2 separate regions of the Mus musculus genome follow, and region 1 is linked to region 2. A link is a contact called in public HiChIP or PLAC-seq data. All regions are on one chromosome and are shown on one strand. The core of a region is the stretch at or near the end of the contact, and the rest is flanking DNA. Distances in the headings are between cores, read along the strand shown.

The links. HiChIP or PLAC-seq counts read pairs in DNA pulled down with a chosen protein or histone mark.
Region 1: an HNF4G HiChIP or PLAC-seq map of pancreatic cancer cells shows a contact between it and region 2. The contact joins the promoter of 6330537M06Rik here to the promoter of Rex1bd in region 2. A contact is called at or near these places in 6 of 39 promoter capture datasets (the C10 cell line, cranial neural crest, embryonic stem cells and 3 more), 1 of 15 datasets of contacts at CTCF or cohesin (embryonic stem cells), 6 of 484 Hi-C or Micro-C datasets (CD4 T cells, embryonic stem cells, rod photoreceptor and 1 more), 4 of 115 datasets of contacts at active chromatin or transcription factors (embryonic stem cells, extraembryonic endoderm stem cells and pancreatic cancer cells) and 3 of 9 other capture datasets (adipose tissue, liver and pancreatic islet).

The regions. Positions count from the first base shown.
Region 1 is chr8:70,759,676-70,766,855 of GRCm38.p6, reverse strand. 6330537M06Rik (a long non-coding RNA gene) reads right to left here and starts at 5,741. Exons shown (of 2, transcript XR_003947402.1): 1 at 5,668-5,741; 2 at 1-931. It overlaps Mpv17l2 (MPV17 mitochondrial membrane protein-like 2), which reads left to right and starts at 5,935. Exons shown (of 5, transcript NM_183170.2): 1 at 5,935-6,136; 2 at 6,318-6,488. The coding sequence starts at 5,950. It overlaps Ifi30 (interferon gamma inducible protein 30), which reads left to right and starts at 193. Exons shown (of 8, transcript NM_023065.3): 1 at 193-347; 2 at 1,754-1,936; 3 at 2,062-2,091; 4 at 2,093-2,137; 5 at 2,217-2,309; 6 at 2,977-3,129; 7 at 3,675-3,728; 8 at 3,816-4,083. The coding sequence starts at 225. The coding sequence ends at 3,881.
Region 2 is chr8:70,505,467-70,512,689 of GRCm38.p6, reverse strand. It overlaps Rex1bd (required for excision 1-B domain containing), which reads left to right and starts at 5,938. Exons shown (of 5, transcript NM_025577.3): 1 at 5,938-6,028; 2 at 6,111-6,193; 3 at 6,730-6,934. The coding sequence starts at 5,957. It overlaps Uba52 (ubiquitin A-52 residue ribosomal protein fusion product 1), which reads left to right and starts at 2,273. Exons shown (of 4, transcript NM_019883.4): 1 at 2,273-2,352; 2 at 3,056-3,169; 3 at 3,308-3,394; 4 at 4,162-4,427. The coding sequence starts at 3,067. The coding sequence ends at 4,358. It overlaps 4930522P08Rik (RIKEN cDNA 4930522P08 gene), which reads right to left and starts at 2,204. Exons shown (of 2, transcript NR_151735.1): 1 at 2,037-2,204; 2 at 90-258.

The DNA of each region.
Region 1 (7,180 bases), core at 4,492-6,991, 250 kb before region 2:
TGACCAGACATGCTAGCCGCGGAGGACTGGAGGCTGGACAGAGTCTTGTGGCCTCGTGATTTGGGACCAGCACCTGGCTGGGGCGGAGCCTTCAGGAAAGGAGTCCCAGGGTTAGAAGGAGCCTGGATGGGGCGTGGACTTAGTGGGTGGGGCCTCCACTTGCTTAAAGTCTCCCGCCTTCCTGGCCTGACCAAGCAGTCCTGCCAGCTTTTTCCTCCGCAGCCATGTCCTGGTCTCCGATCCTACCATTTTTGTCCCTTCTGCTTCTGCTGTTCCCACTCGAGGTTCCCAGAGCAGCCACTGCGTCCCTTTCGCAAGCATCCTCCGAAGGCACAACCACCTGCAAGGTAGGGACCGCAACGCAGGAAGGGGCCCAGGGTCAGATGCCCGCCAGTCTGTCAGCTTAGGGACTTCTCTGCACTTATTCCGTGAACTCGTTTTGGGGAACTCCAATGTCTTCAGGGAAAGCTGTCACGCCCAGGGCCGCCACCCCTAATCCAGTCCCTGAACTCTGAGTACCGTGTCCACGTCCTTTCTCTTCCCCATCTCAGGTCTGAAAAATGCAGCTATCCCCTGCCCGCCTTGCCTGAGCATTTATCAACCACCTACCGGATATGTCTGAGTGAAGAGCTGAGGGATGGGCACGCGCACGGGGTGTGTGTATGTGTGTGAGGGGGGGTGTTCTGCTCCAGACCTGTTGAATCACTGTCTGGTCTCCACCCTCACACAATTCTTGTCGCTTACGGTGTGCGTTCCAGCCGAAGAAGAGAGGGGGCTAGCGTGCTTCTGACCTGGAGCAAACACATGCCCCGCACGCCTAGATCCTTGCTCAGACTCGGCCCGCCCTCCCCGGGGACCGGAAGTCTCTGCACGCATCAGGCACCTTCTGTGTCTAGTCGGGCATCAGACTGGGTGAAGTTTCCCTGGGTCCCTGGAGAGGAAGAATAGAGTCTTCGTGGGTGAAAGGCATCGCTGTGATGCGCAAAATTACAGAGGTGGGGAGGGAGGAGGGACGGAGAGAGATCAAGCGAGAGAGCATGTATTTGGCTTCAGAGTGTGCATCTCTGAACAGACAAAGCTGAGCGAGAGAGCAGCAACTAGAAATATGCATATCTTTTTTTTTTCTTTTACTTTATTTTACTTTATTTTGATTTGGTTTGGTTTTCTGTTTTGTTAATGGAGGGGACAGAGTCTCAGTGTAGGGCTGACTGTCCTGGAACTCACTATGTACAGCAGGCTGGCCTGGAACTCTTCCTCTGCCTCCCGGGTGCTAGTGTTGTCTTAGCACTTCCTGAATATAGTTAAAGATTGTGCATTCGCTGAGCACCTACTGTTTGAGAGCCTGTCAGGTTCCGTTTTGTAGATAAACTGTGATTGCGGAACAGGATCTAGAGTCTCGAAAACCTCAGAGGGGGAAAAAAAAGCCTGGCGGTGGTGGCGCACGCCTTTAGTCCCAGCAATTGGGAGGCAGAGGCAGGCAGATTTCTGAGTTCGAGGCTAGCCTGGTCTACAAAGTGAGTACCAGGACAGCCAGGGCTACACAGAGAAACCCTGTCTCTAAACCCCCCCCCCAAAAAAACCCTCAGAGGGCCCGGGATGTGGCTCACTGGGAGACTGCTCCCCCAACACGTGCAAAGAAACCTTTAGTCCCCAGTGCCACAAGGCTGAACGAACTATAAGGGTCTTGGCATAGGGCTGCCCTCTTCAGGGGTGACCGGGGCCATACCTCACCAGACACCTCTCTTCCTTTCAGGCCCACGATGTGTGCCTCTTGGGGCCACGCCCATTGCCCCCTTCACCACCTGTCAGAGTCAGCCTGTATTATGAGTCCCTGTGTGGAGCTTGTCGCTACTTCCTCGTCCGGGATTTGTTCCCAACCTGGCTGATGGTGATGGAAATCATGAACATCACCCTGGTGCCCTACGGGAATGCACAGGTACTGGGGGCGGGGCAAAGAAACTGAAGCAGGAGGGATGCCAAGGGACAGGAACACCTGGTCACCTGAGCTCACCAGGAACACCTAGTCACCTGAGCTCACCAAGATCCATTGCTATCTTGCAGGAGAGAAATGTCAGCGGTACGTGGGAGTTCCACGTGCCAGCACGGGGAGCTGGAGTGTAGACTGAACATGGTGGAGGTAAGCTGGAGTGCGGACCTGCGGTGAAGGGAGGCGGGATTGGCCACTTTCTCTGGACAACACTTGCCTGCCTCTCCAGGCCTGTCTGCTGGATAAGCTGGAAAAGGAGGCAGCGTTCCTAACCATCGTCTGTATGGAGGAGATGGATGATATGGAGAAGAAACTGGGACCGGTGAGTTGTTGGGTGGGAGGTTGTGCCGCCCTGGCTCCAATATCTAGGCAGGGGATCCATTCCTGAGCCACGCCCCAGGCCCTCACTAGGGGGGTTCTAGGCAGGGCTCCTCCCCAAGTCACACCCCTAGCCCTTGGCGTGACTTTCCCTCACGTAGTTTCTATACAGGAAAACCTTTAGGTCTATGAGCAAAGCCTGGGATCTTCACTATTTGTAGACACAAGACACAGGTGACAGGAGATAAGCCAGGCCGAGCCTGCTTCCCAGAGCATTGTGGGAAATAACGTCCAAAGGTTCACAGCTCTCCAATCACTACTGTGGCTTATCAAACAAACGTCAGGCCTCCCAGCCTCCTGGAGCCTGCGGGACACTCCCAGCCCGACTCCTTTGGTAGGACTGGAGAGTCAAGGAGCCTGAGCACCAAGGAGACACCAAGGAACAGTAGGGTGTTGCCAGCAGAGGGATCGGCATGTAAGGAGGCCCTGAGATAATGAGATACCAGGGGGCAGAGGCTGCAAATCCGGTGTTACTGGGAGGCAAGAGCACCCAAAGACTCAGCTTCAAGGAACCTCCACCCAGACGGACAGTGAGAGGGGAGAGGTCTGTCTGGGGCCACTTGGGGGCTGATGGCGAAATGACTGAACAATGTGTCCCCCTCTTCTCACAGTGCCTGCAGGTGTATGCTCCTGAGGTGTCACCAGAGAGTATCATGGAGTGCGCCACAGGAAAACGGGGCACACAGCTCATGCATGAGAATGCCCAGCTCACAGATGCCCTACACCCACCCCACGAGTATGTGCCCTGGGTGCTGGTCAATGAGGTAAGAACTCTCTAGCCAGCCAGGGCAGCACAGTCTGAGTTCAAAGCCCCAGAGTCATGTAAAAAGCATGGTGGTGTATTCCCCAGCACTGAGTGTTGCTACAGCAGTGACTCCAGGCTCGGTGGTTAAGAAAGCTGGCCCTCTTTGCAGATGACCTGGGTTTGAGTCCCAGCACCAGCTCCAGGGATCTACCGCCCTCTTGTGGCCGCCATGGGTACTACATAAACATTGTGTACACACATACTTGGGGGCAAAACATCCCTACACATGAATAAGATAAACAAATCTAAAAATAAGATTTTAATTAGAAAAAAGACACCAAAGCCAAAATAACAAAAGACAACAAAGATCCTCCATTTTGAGCTCTGGCCTCATACACAAGAGTCTTTGTCTGAAAGATCCCAAAGCAGAGTGACAGATCAGCCGCCCTGCCTAGGTCAGTACAAGTGAGAGTGTTCTGGAACTATCAGTGATCCCCCTACGTCAGCTCCCAGGCTCATTCCTCTTACCCAGCTGTGCTTACCCATGTCTCCTGTGATATGCAGAAACCTTTGAAGGACCCCAGCGAGCTCCTGAGCATAGTCTGTCAGCTGTACCAGGTAAGCTGGGCATGAATCATGGGGTTCATCTAGGGGGGTTGAGTCTCCCCAGAGGTCCCCCATTCCTAGCCTTTCATCCCCCTCCAGGGAACGGAGAAGCCAGACATCTGCTCCTCCATTGCCGACTCCCCCAGGAAGGTCTGCTATAAGTAAAGGCATAACCTCAAACTCGTCCCAGGAAAAACTGCCCAGCTTCTTCAAATTGCCAACCTGCAAGAGCTGCTGCCTCGCTATGAAAACCTTGCACATGTCCCACAAAGCCCAGACTCCAGACTTCTCAGAGACAAGGATCTTGCCTTATTTTCAAATGGTGCTAAATTTAAATTCATAGAATAAATCATCTATACTCCTGTGATTCCTTTTTCCTAGAGTTGGAGTTTGTGTTTTTGTCTTTAATGTGGAGCTGTAACCCAGGGTACTGCACCTGCTCAGCTCTCAATGCCCCAGACCCTAGAGTTCATCCCATCTGAAAAGCCAAAAAAATGCCAGTCTCTGGGAATTACTTTTTTCATTGTATAACAAAACACAAAAGCTACTTAAGGAAGGAAGGGTGTATGCTGGCTCACCTTGTGAGAGTCTATAGCCCATCTCCTATGTGTGTCTGTGTCTGTGTGTTTGTGTAAGTCCAGACAGGAGCTTGAAGTCACACTGTATGCAGTCAGGAGGCAAGCAGGCAAATGCTGATGCTCCACCCACTTCATCCTATTGGTGGGAGGGGTTGGGTGGAGACAGAATGTAGCCCTGGCTGTTCTGGAACTTGTTCTGTCCCCAAGTCCCTCAAACTCACAGAGATCCACTTGCCTCTGCCTCCTGAAAGATGAGACTAAAGGTGTGGGCAACCACTGCTCAGACACTTGCAACTTTTTAATTTGTCCAGAACTCTAGCACATAGGATGGTGCCACCCACATTCTGGGTCGGGGGAATCTTTTCACCTCAGCTAACAGTCTAGACCAGCTGCTCTCACCCTGTGAGTCCACACCCCTTGGGGGAGGTCAGACAACCCTTTCACAGCGGTCACATATCAGATATTTACAAATCATAACAGTAGCAAAATTACCTAACAACAAAACGTTATAGTCGGGGGTCAGCACAGCATGAGGAACTATATTAAAAGGTCATAGCATCAGGAAGGTTGAGAACCACTTTTCTAGACCAACCATCTCATATGCCCCCGGGGTTGTCTTCAAGGTGACTCTAGATCCTGTCTGATTGACAGAATTGACCTTCACACCTAAAGATGCCAAGGACCAGTTACCAATGAGTCCTCTGTCCAGGAAATGCAGAACCAATCCTGTCACTAGTTTAGTGAAGCCAGGATAGGCCAGGGGAGGAATGAAGACTGGAAGGATGGGATGTGTAGAGTCTATATAATGAGGATAGGCATTTTAGAATTGGGCTTTGAAGAATGAATAGGAGTTCCTTAGGCAGAACAGAAATTCATGGATAAACACGTAACTATAAAACCTATGATGGGGCAGAGACTTAAAGGGGGGTCGGGAGCATGTGTTTACTGTAGGAAATAAATAAGACTTTCCTGGAAAAGGCAGGTGAGATACTCGAAAACCTGGGCATCGGACAACAGTTTAGTGGCTTGTCTTGTGTATGGTTAAAGAATAAAGGAAGTAAGGATGTTTGTTTCCAGAGTGACACAAAGTTGCTGTGAAGAGATCAATACATGAATTTTGCATAATGAACTCCTATTCAGTCTTCGAAACGCAGAGGTGTGGCGCGGCGGTGGAGGCTGTAGCCTGGGCTGTATGAGCATAGGTCTCAAATAGCTGAGGTTAGACCGGTGTCTATGAACTTGCCTGAGCAGCTTCGCTGGCACAGGAGAGGTCACGCCAAGGTCAAGTCCAGCAGCTTTGCTAATGCCCCTCGCCCCGCCCATTCCCAGGAAGCTTTGTGGGCGAGGCGGCGAGGCGAGAGGCAGCCACCTACCATTGGTCAGCTCGGCTCAGGGGTGGGAGGCCCGCGAGACTCATGTGCGCTTGCCCATTGGTCCGCTGAGAGCAGAAAAGTGGGTAAAGCAAAATAGGACTTCCCGTGTTCGGCGTGAGCGGCCTGCCGCAACGCTTGAGGACGATTGGTCACTTCCTTTGAGAGGCGGAGCTTTGGGGTTTTGGATTGGTCCGTTCTGAATAGGGCGGTTCTTCGGCGGGGCATGTGATTGGCGCGGGCCCGGCGCTCGGCTGCCGCGGCTCCCTGGTGTCTGTAGCGGCGATGGCTCTGGGAGGCTGGCGCTGGGCTCGCAAGGCGTTGGCTGCGGGGCGCCCGCTGTTCCAGGGCCGCGCGCTGCTCCTCACCAACACACTGGGCTGCGGCGTGCTCATGGCCGCGGGCGATGGCGCGCGACAGGTCTGGGAAGTGCGCGCGCGGCCTGGACAGAGATTCAGCGCGCGGCGCTCAGGTGAGAGGGACCTGTGCGCGAACGAGAGGGACCCCCAGAGACCGAGCGGTCACCTGGACCGGGCACCCACCTTCCTGGGGCCTGTCAATCACTCTGGGACCTGGCACCCACTCTGATGGGTCCTGTCAGTCTCTCTGCACCTCGCCAGGAGGTTCTGCCATTGACTCTCCCTGTCCCGCAGCCAGCATGTTCGCCGTGGGCTGCAGCATGGGCCCCTTCCTACACTTCTGGTATCTGTGGTTGGACCGCCTCCTCCCCGCGTCGGGCCTACGAAGCCTCCCGAGTGTGATGAAGAAGGTGCTAGTGGATCAAACGGTGGCATCTCCCATTCTGGGCGTCTGGTACTTCCTGGGTAAGGAGCAGCAGGACTTTGAGAACTCAGAAGTTGTGATGGGCAGAGCCTGGTTTGTGCTTAGGGGAGTGCTGACGGGGCTTCTCTTCTATTTTTTCCCTCCCCCCCCCCAAGGTTTCTTTGTGTAGACCTTGCTGCCCTGGAGGAACTTGCTCTGAAGACCAGGCTGGTGTCAAACTCACATAGATCCACCTGCCTCTGCCTCCCGAGTACTGGGATTGCTTTGTTCTAGGAGGCATCATGTACTCTCGCTGCCTTGAGTTTGCTACCAACTGGTCAGTAGCCCAGTTTCCTGTCCCCATTTTGAGACAGAGACTCACATGTAGTCCCAACTGGCCTGAACATCTCTTTGTAGACCAGGCTGATTGTGCCTGCCTCGCCTCCCTGAGTGCTAGCATTAATGTGTGTCACCACTCCCAACTTTCTAAAATCCTAACCAAAAGGAGTCTGGGCCAGAAAGGGTTTTTCAGCCACAGTTGTGGGGAAACCAGGCAGGAACTATACACAGCTAGTCACATCTCAGCCAGAGAGAACTGCATGATTTCTTGCTTTGTTCAGACTATTTTACCACTCATGAGCAGTCCAGGACCCTGGGTCTTCCCACATCAACTAACTTAATTACATAAGCCTATACAAGCATCCCACAGGCCAATGCATGTAGACAGCCCCCGGAGACTATCCGATAACTCTAG
Region 2 (7,223 bases), core at 4,689-7,188:
CTCCAGTCCCAGGACAAATGGGACTCTACTGGACTTCATGGCACCAGTCATTTTAATGGTACACCAACACAAAAAGGCAACACATTCATACACATAAAAAATAAATATTTTTAGGGTTGCTGAGATGGCTCAGAGGTTAAGAGGCTGCTTTTGGAAGAGGAAGTGGTTCAATTCTCAGTATCCACAGTCATCAGTAACTGCATTTCCATATCAGCACACTCTTCTGGTCTCTATGAGCACAGCATTCATGTGGTACACCTAAAACACGATAAACATGCCAGGCACATGCCAGGCGGTGGTGGAGCACGCCTTTAATCCCAGCACTCGGGAGGCAGAGGCAGGCGGATTTCTGGCCAGCTTGGTCTACAAACTGAGTGCCAGGACTACACAGAGAAACCCTGTCTTGAAAAAAACAAACAAACAAAACCACCACGATAAACATGTATGTACTTTCTGAGTCATTAAAAGTGTCTTCTTGGAGGTATTTTCTACCTGGTAATAGGTGGGGAAGCAGACCAGGGCCTTGCTCGGCCAGCATTAGAGAAGTAGATGGGAATAAAGACAGACCCACAACTGGACAGTGTGCAGGGTGAAACCTTGGAGTAGGGATAGAGAACACCAAATAACAGGACCTCTAAACCCAGCATGGCTAACAGGTATGAACTCAAGACTGGTGGCATGCACAGGACCCGTGGGGGTCTAAGCCAGAAAAGGGCCACAGTGCTAAGAGGGGAAGACAACTCAACCCTAATTCAGAAGCTATCTCCAATTGACAGCCATTCACAAATGGAAAATTATCTTCTCCAACAGAGTCTTACTGGATATACCAAGCACACTTTAAGGGCAGGCCACAAAATGAACTCAACAGTAGTTTTGGAGGTGTTTGCCTCATGCTGTTTGGACCTTTTGGTTGCATGTTATGGTTTCCAACTTTGTTTTACAAATGTGTGAGCTTATGCCTGTGTTTCTCATCCTATTCTGGTTTTGTTTTATTTGCCTGTTTCTTTTCTAATTAAAAAAGAAAAAATGTGTGGCTTTGAGTGGGTAGGGACCTGGGGAGAATCTGGGGCGTCGTCTTGAAGGAAATCCTGATAAGTCTATACTATATGGGGAAAAAGAGCCTACTTTCAATTAAAAAAAAAAAAGTCATTTTCCCAGTTACCTCCACATCTGCTTTTTGCCTGGTGCACTGGGAAATAGTTAAGAAACGAAGAGCCACACAGCCAAGCTCATAGGAAAGTTAGCTCTGCAAGGTCTCGTGATTGTACTGCTTGTCTGAAACAGGAGCTCACTGCGGATGCTCCACTTTGTGGACCACAGTGGCCTTGAACTTCCAGAAATCCGGGGCCTCTGTCCCCCAACTGCTAGGATTCATTTCTTTTTTTTTGTTTGTTTGTTTTTTTTTTGTTTTTCGAGACAGGGTTTCTCTGTGTAGCCCTGGCTGTCCTGGAACTCACTCTGTAGACCAGGCTGGCCTCGATCTCAGAAATTCACCTGCCTCTGCCTCCCAAGTGCTGGGATTAAAGACGTGCGCCACCACGCCCGGCCTAGGATTCATTTCTATTGCCTGTGCGCGCCGGTTAAAGCTGGCGAACAACTCGGGTCGGTCCTCTCCCTCCACCATGATGGTAACGTGCCTTTACCCGCTGAGTCTTCTCATTGGCTTTGGAGAAAGCGGCTTACTCTGTTTTGTTTTGTTTTTTGGTTTTTCGAGACAGGGTTTCTCTGTGTAGCCCTGGCTGTCCTGGCACTCACTGTGTAGACCAGGCTGGCCTCGAACTCAGAAATCCGCCTGCCTCTGCCTCCCGAGTGCTGGGATTAAAGGCGTGCGCCACCATGCTCGGCCTAGGATTCATTTCTATTGCCTGTGCGCGCCGGTTAAAGCTGGCGAACAACTCGGGTCGGTCCTCTCCCTCCACCGTGATGGTGATGGTAACGTGCCTTTACCCGCTGAGTCTTCTCATTGGCTTTGGAGAAAGCGGCTTACTCTGAACCCCAGCCGACTGGTAGGTAGCGCGGGCTAGCCTAGTACTCACCGCGGTCCGCCTGTTGCGGTGACAGCACAACGCCTCAATTACACAAAAACCTGTCCCCGCCGCGAAGGCAGCGGAGAAGGCTCCCGCAGGAGCTGCTATCACTCATGTGTTAAGCTCCACCCGGAAGCGGCTCCAGACAGAACGACTATTCTCGCCAGGACCCAACATGGCGCCCGGCGAAGCCCGGGGCGGGACGACATGCGGCGCGGATTGTGACGTAAACGCGCAGCGTGCTCAGTGCGCAGGCGCTCTCAGAGGAGACTAGGGGGTTTCCGGTTCCGCTGTCCTCTTTCTCTTCAACGAGGCGGCCGAGCGGGTTGGTGCCGTCCGCGTCGCGGCTGGGCTGTTGGCGGCTGGGCCTGGGCGGGGACGCGGCGGGGGTCGGCGAGGCGACTGTAGGGGTTCGCGGGCGCCGCTTCGGCGTCGTGCATGTTCGGTGGGACTCGGCCGCCAGGACCTGGGCGCGCGGCGGGCACGCGGCAGTGCAGCCCGGGCGCTGCGGGCGGAAGACCAAGGGCACTGACCTGAGCTCCAGGGCGAGTTCTGGGCCTAGCCTGAGATACAATGCGCGTTTGGGTCCAGTGTTGGCTGCAGAGGGAGTTCAGGGCCAGCCTGTGCTTGGGGGGGGGTGGTTGTGGCCCCCAAGGCTGGAAAGTTTGCCTGGGTTAAACTTCGTCTTAAAAAAAAAAAAAGGCTAAACTGTGCGTGGCGGTGAACTGCTCTCACCTCAGCACCTGAGAAGCAGGGCATAGTTGAGTCCAGCCGGCCCTATTGAGAAGAAACCTTTGCTGTCCGATCCTTCAGTTGGAAGGCACTCTTGCTGGGGTGGCAAGCTGTTGGGTAGGATTTCCCGACCCACCGGGTGGTGGTGACTGGCAGAGTGGGACTGCTGAGCCGTAGTCCGCAGCAGGATTTGGCTTTTTGGTAGTAAAGGTAACTAAGAAATAAGCAGTCTTAGGTGGTTAGTAGAAGCCGACGGACCTCTGTCTTTTACTCATGCGTCTCCTTCTGATGTGTAGCAGACGCCAACATGCAGATCTTCGTGAAGACCCTGACGGGCAAGACCATCACTCTTGAGGTCGAGCCCAGTGACACCATCGAGAATGTCAAGGCCAAGATCCAAGACAAGGAAGGTGGGCTGTGCTGTTCAGGGCGTTCTCCTACGGGTGGGAGCGCTTAAGGATCTTGGTCTGCTCGTCTCTTGAGTGAATGGGGTCTAACCAGCTTCTGCAGGAAGGAGTTGTGGCCAACCTGGTTTCTCTCGTGCACAGGCATCCCACCTGACCAGCAGAGGCTGATATTCGCGGGCAAACAGCTGGAGGATGGCCGCACCCTGTCCGACTACAACATCCAGAAAGGTAAGGGCTGTTTTGCTTGTCTGGTATTGTAGGTGGGGGCTGGCGTCCGACTGCTATTGCGGTCGTTGGCATGGTTGACTTACGTATTTACTGTGGGTATTTATTTGTGATGGCTCTGAGGCAAAGGGCAGAAGACCACTTTTCTAGCCTTGTGTGGGCTGAAGGGATTGAGCCCAGCTCACCAGACTCACCTGGCTGCCCCTACTTACCAAACCTTTACTTTGGTTTTGTTTTTGTTGTTTGCTTTGAGGCTAAGTGTCAACTTAGACCCAGGCTGTTTGGAACTCGTGGTAGCTCATGTTAGCCTCAAACCCATCGGAGCCATGCTGTCATCTACTTAATCCCATGTTCCAAGTCCCTGTCATATTCACACACACGTTCTGTGCATCTCTGTGTAGCACTGACTATTCTGTTGCTTCCCATGTGCTCAGATTAAAGGTGTGTGCTGTCACATCTGCTTGCCTGTTCTCTGTGTGGGTGTGAGAGCCTGAAATGTGGAGCACTGGGGGTTGGGGGTGCCGGTGTGTCCGCATCTGGATGCTTGCTGTGCTGTCTGTGGGGCTGCCTCCACTGGACATGTTTCTTGCCCTCGTTTGACTTGTGCTCTCACCAGACTTGTAAAGTTCCCAGGTGCCTACCATCTCACCACCAGTGTCTGTCTGCCTCTGTAGAGGAGCCTCTTTTAGGGTGCTACTTGGTGTCTTTGGGCAGCCCACCTCACTGTCCTGTATGAGCTCCTGCCTTCAGCTGCCTGTTCTTTTTCCCAGAGTCCACCTTGCACCTGGTGCTGCGTCTGCGCGGTGGCATCATTGAGCCATCCCTTCGTCAGCTTGCCCAGAAGTACAACTGTGACAAGATGATCTGCCGCAAGTGCTACGCACGCCTGCACCCTCGTGCAGTCAACTGCCGCAAGAAGAAGTGCGGCCATACCAACAACCTGCGCCCCAAGAAGAAGGTCAAATAAAGCTGTGGTCATACCTGGCATGTGACCCCGGGACCAAATAAAGTCCCCTTCCATCCACTGGAGCAGTAATTGGTGTCTAGAGTGACTGTTCTGTTGAGGGATCGGTGGGGAGGGGATCTCACCATGTAGCCTAGGCTGCCCTTGAACCTTGGAGGCTGGGGAGGCAGTAAAGACTGGTACTGGGCAGCAGGGTGAACCAGTGGGTTAGAACTTGCAAGCCTTGGAACCATGTAAAGGTGGAGCCCACACAGTGCTGCTGTGGGGAGGCAGGCTGTGCTTACAGATCTTGTCTTGGCTCTGATGTGTGGGGCCACAATTTAGGGTCTCTGGGGGAGCAGTTCACCTGACTCAGTACTCTGTACGCCAGTTAAGTTGCTGGACAACCTGATAGAGTTCACCATCAGGCATGGCACCAGGGACTACAGGCAACACACTTTATATGAGTTTATGAGGCCGCCTCATCTACCTTTGATTTTTGAGTATCAGGCACACTTTTGCATGAGTAGCTGGGTACTCTAGGGCGTCTAGGACCATTTCACCCATCGTGGGGAGTCTTAGACAGGCCATGTTGCTTGTAATTGACTTCAGGTATGCAGTCTGTCTTGTCATTTGGAAGGTTCCGTGGGTTCGAACCTGGTTGCCAGCAGCTTGCAAATCCCCCATGTATGTGCAACCAACATCTCCAAAGTAATTTAGGGAAGGAAGCTTTCAGAGTATATCCTACCTCCCCGGTGCTGGGAATCCCATTTCAAAGGTATAATCTGAATGGATGGTTTGTGTGCACTATGTGAGATGACATCAAAAGGTTTGTTAGGGGCTGGAGAAGTGGCTCAGTGGTTAAGAGCACTGATTGACTGCTCTTCCAGAGGTCCTGAGTTCAATTCCCAGTAACCACATGGTGGCTCAACCATCCATAATTGATCTGATGCCTCTTCTGGTGTGTCTGAAGACAGCTACAGTGTACTTACATATAATAAATACTTTTAAAAAAAAAATGCGTGATGGGCATGGTGGTGCACTTTAATCCCATCACTCTGTAGGCAGAGGCAAGCGGATTTCTGAGTTCAAGGCCAGCCTGCTCTACAAAATGAGTTCCAGGACAGCCAGGGCTATACAGAGAAACCCTGTCTGGGGGGCTGGGGGTGCATTAGGTGTCCTGCATATAGGTGTGAGTGGCTATGTGGGTAGTGTCATTGGGTTCAGTCCTGCAACAGCAACTAGTACTCAGCCACTGAAACCAAAACTGGTTCAACTACATTCGTAAGCATCACCGGTACAGAAATACTTGTGGCCTTAACTTCGATTTAGGCCCTATTCGAGCCCCGCTTGTTGCAAGGATCTGGCGGATGTACACAGCCCTGGAACTAACCATTTAGTTGCTTTAGAAACTATTTAGAGTTCCACCAGGCGGTGGTGACACACGCCTTTAATCCCAGCACTTGGGAGGCAGAGGCAGGGACAGCCAGGGCTACACAGAAAACCTGTCTCAAAAAAAAAAAAAAAAAAAAACGAATTCAAAGGCGCGCGGGCTGGTGGTGGACCTCCCGGCCGGCAGGGGGCGCAGCGGCCATTCCCTAGTGCCACTTGACTGCGCAGTCATGCTCACCGCCGCCACAGAGGTGTTGGCTGCTGCAGACGGTCCCGGGTCTGCGGAGTCCGCGTGGGCCTGGGTGAGCCCGGTTGCGGGTGGGACGGGCGCGGGGTGGCGGGATGGGCTCAGGACTCCGGCTTCATGGCCCCACACCCCCATAGAGAGACGCCCCGATCGCTACACTGGTGCAGAGGATTCAGCAGCTTCAGAATGAACGCGCACAGGCCTTCCGCCGTCTAGACCAGTGAGCGGGCTGGGCTGGAGGAGGGGGCGGGCCCTGGGAGAGCTTGCCTGAGGGGGACCTGAGGGGAGGCGGCTGGAGGCGTGGCTGGGAGGACCTAGGTTGTGGACTTGGTCGGAAGAGGTGGGGAGAGAGCCAGATCTGGTCCAGGAGATGCAGGAGTGCTGCTGCCGGGAGCAGGGCGTACTTGAAAGCGAAGTCTAGAAGGGTGGGTAAAAGGATCTGTGACACTGAAGCCTGTCTATTTGGGGGAGTTGGGTAGAGCTGAGGGTGTAGCTTTTAGTAGCAGGGTAGATAGGTGTAGAGCAGCATGTGACCGTGGGCGTGGCCTGGCGGGAGCAGCTGTGGTGTGACCCTCCACAAGATCCCTCATTTCTCTGAGTGCAGAGATGGTTAAGCACTAGCTCTGTCCTGACAGACCCAGTCTGTGGAGTTCGGGTTTGTCTCTTTCGAGTCGGGGGTATCTTCCACGTAGCTGGAGCAGGGAGCGTGGTCTGCTTGTCAGCGTGTCGATTCAGCATCCTCCCGGTCCACTGCAGAGCTCACCGTCAGTACCTGCTCAGTGGTCAGCACTATGACTTCCCGAGTTACCGGAGTGTCGTGCACGAGGTGACCCAGGCCTTCGCCGCTGCCTCGCGGGAGGTATTGGCAGTGGAAGCAGAGTTGGCAGGGCCTCGAGCGCAACCGGTGCTCGCCCGCCACGTGCGCAGCCTGCAGGAGCTAGAACAGACGCGCCTGGCCACGGTAAGACCACCACCCCTCTCCTTTTAGAGTGGGGCATGGTCCACAACCCATTCCCAGCCACCCCGACCTACTACTATTTTTGCCAAACACCTCTATGCATTTGGGCCCTCTCCCACTCTTTCCTGGCTAACTACATTTCCCTCCCAAATTTTTGCTTAATTATACCAGCCCCTCTGTAAAGCTGTCCTAAGAACTCCAGAAACCCAACGCATCGACCACTGTGGCTGTTTAAGTCCCTAACTCTGGGTTATCACCGTTGGAACCCACAAACTACTTCTTCCACAAACAT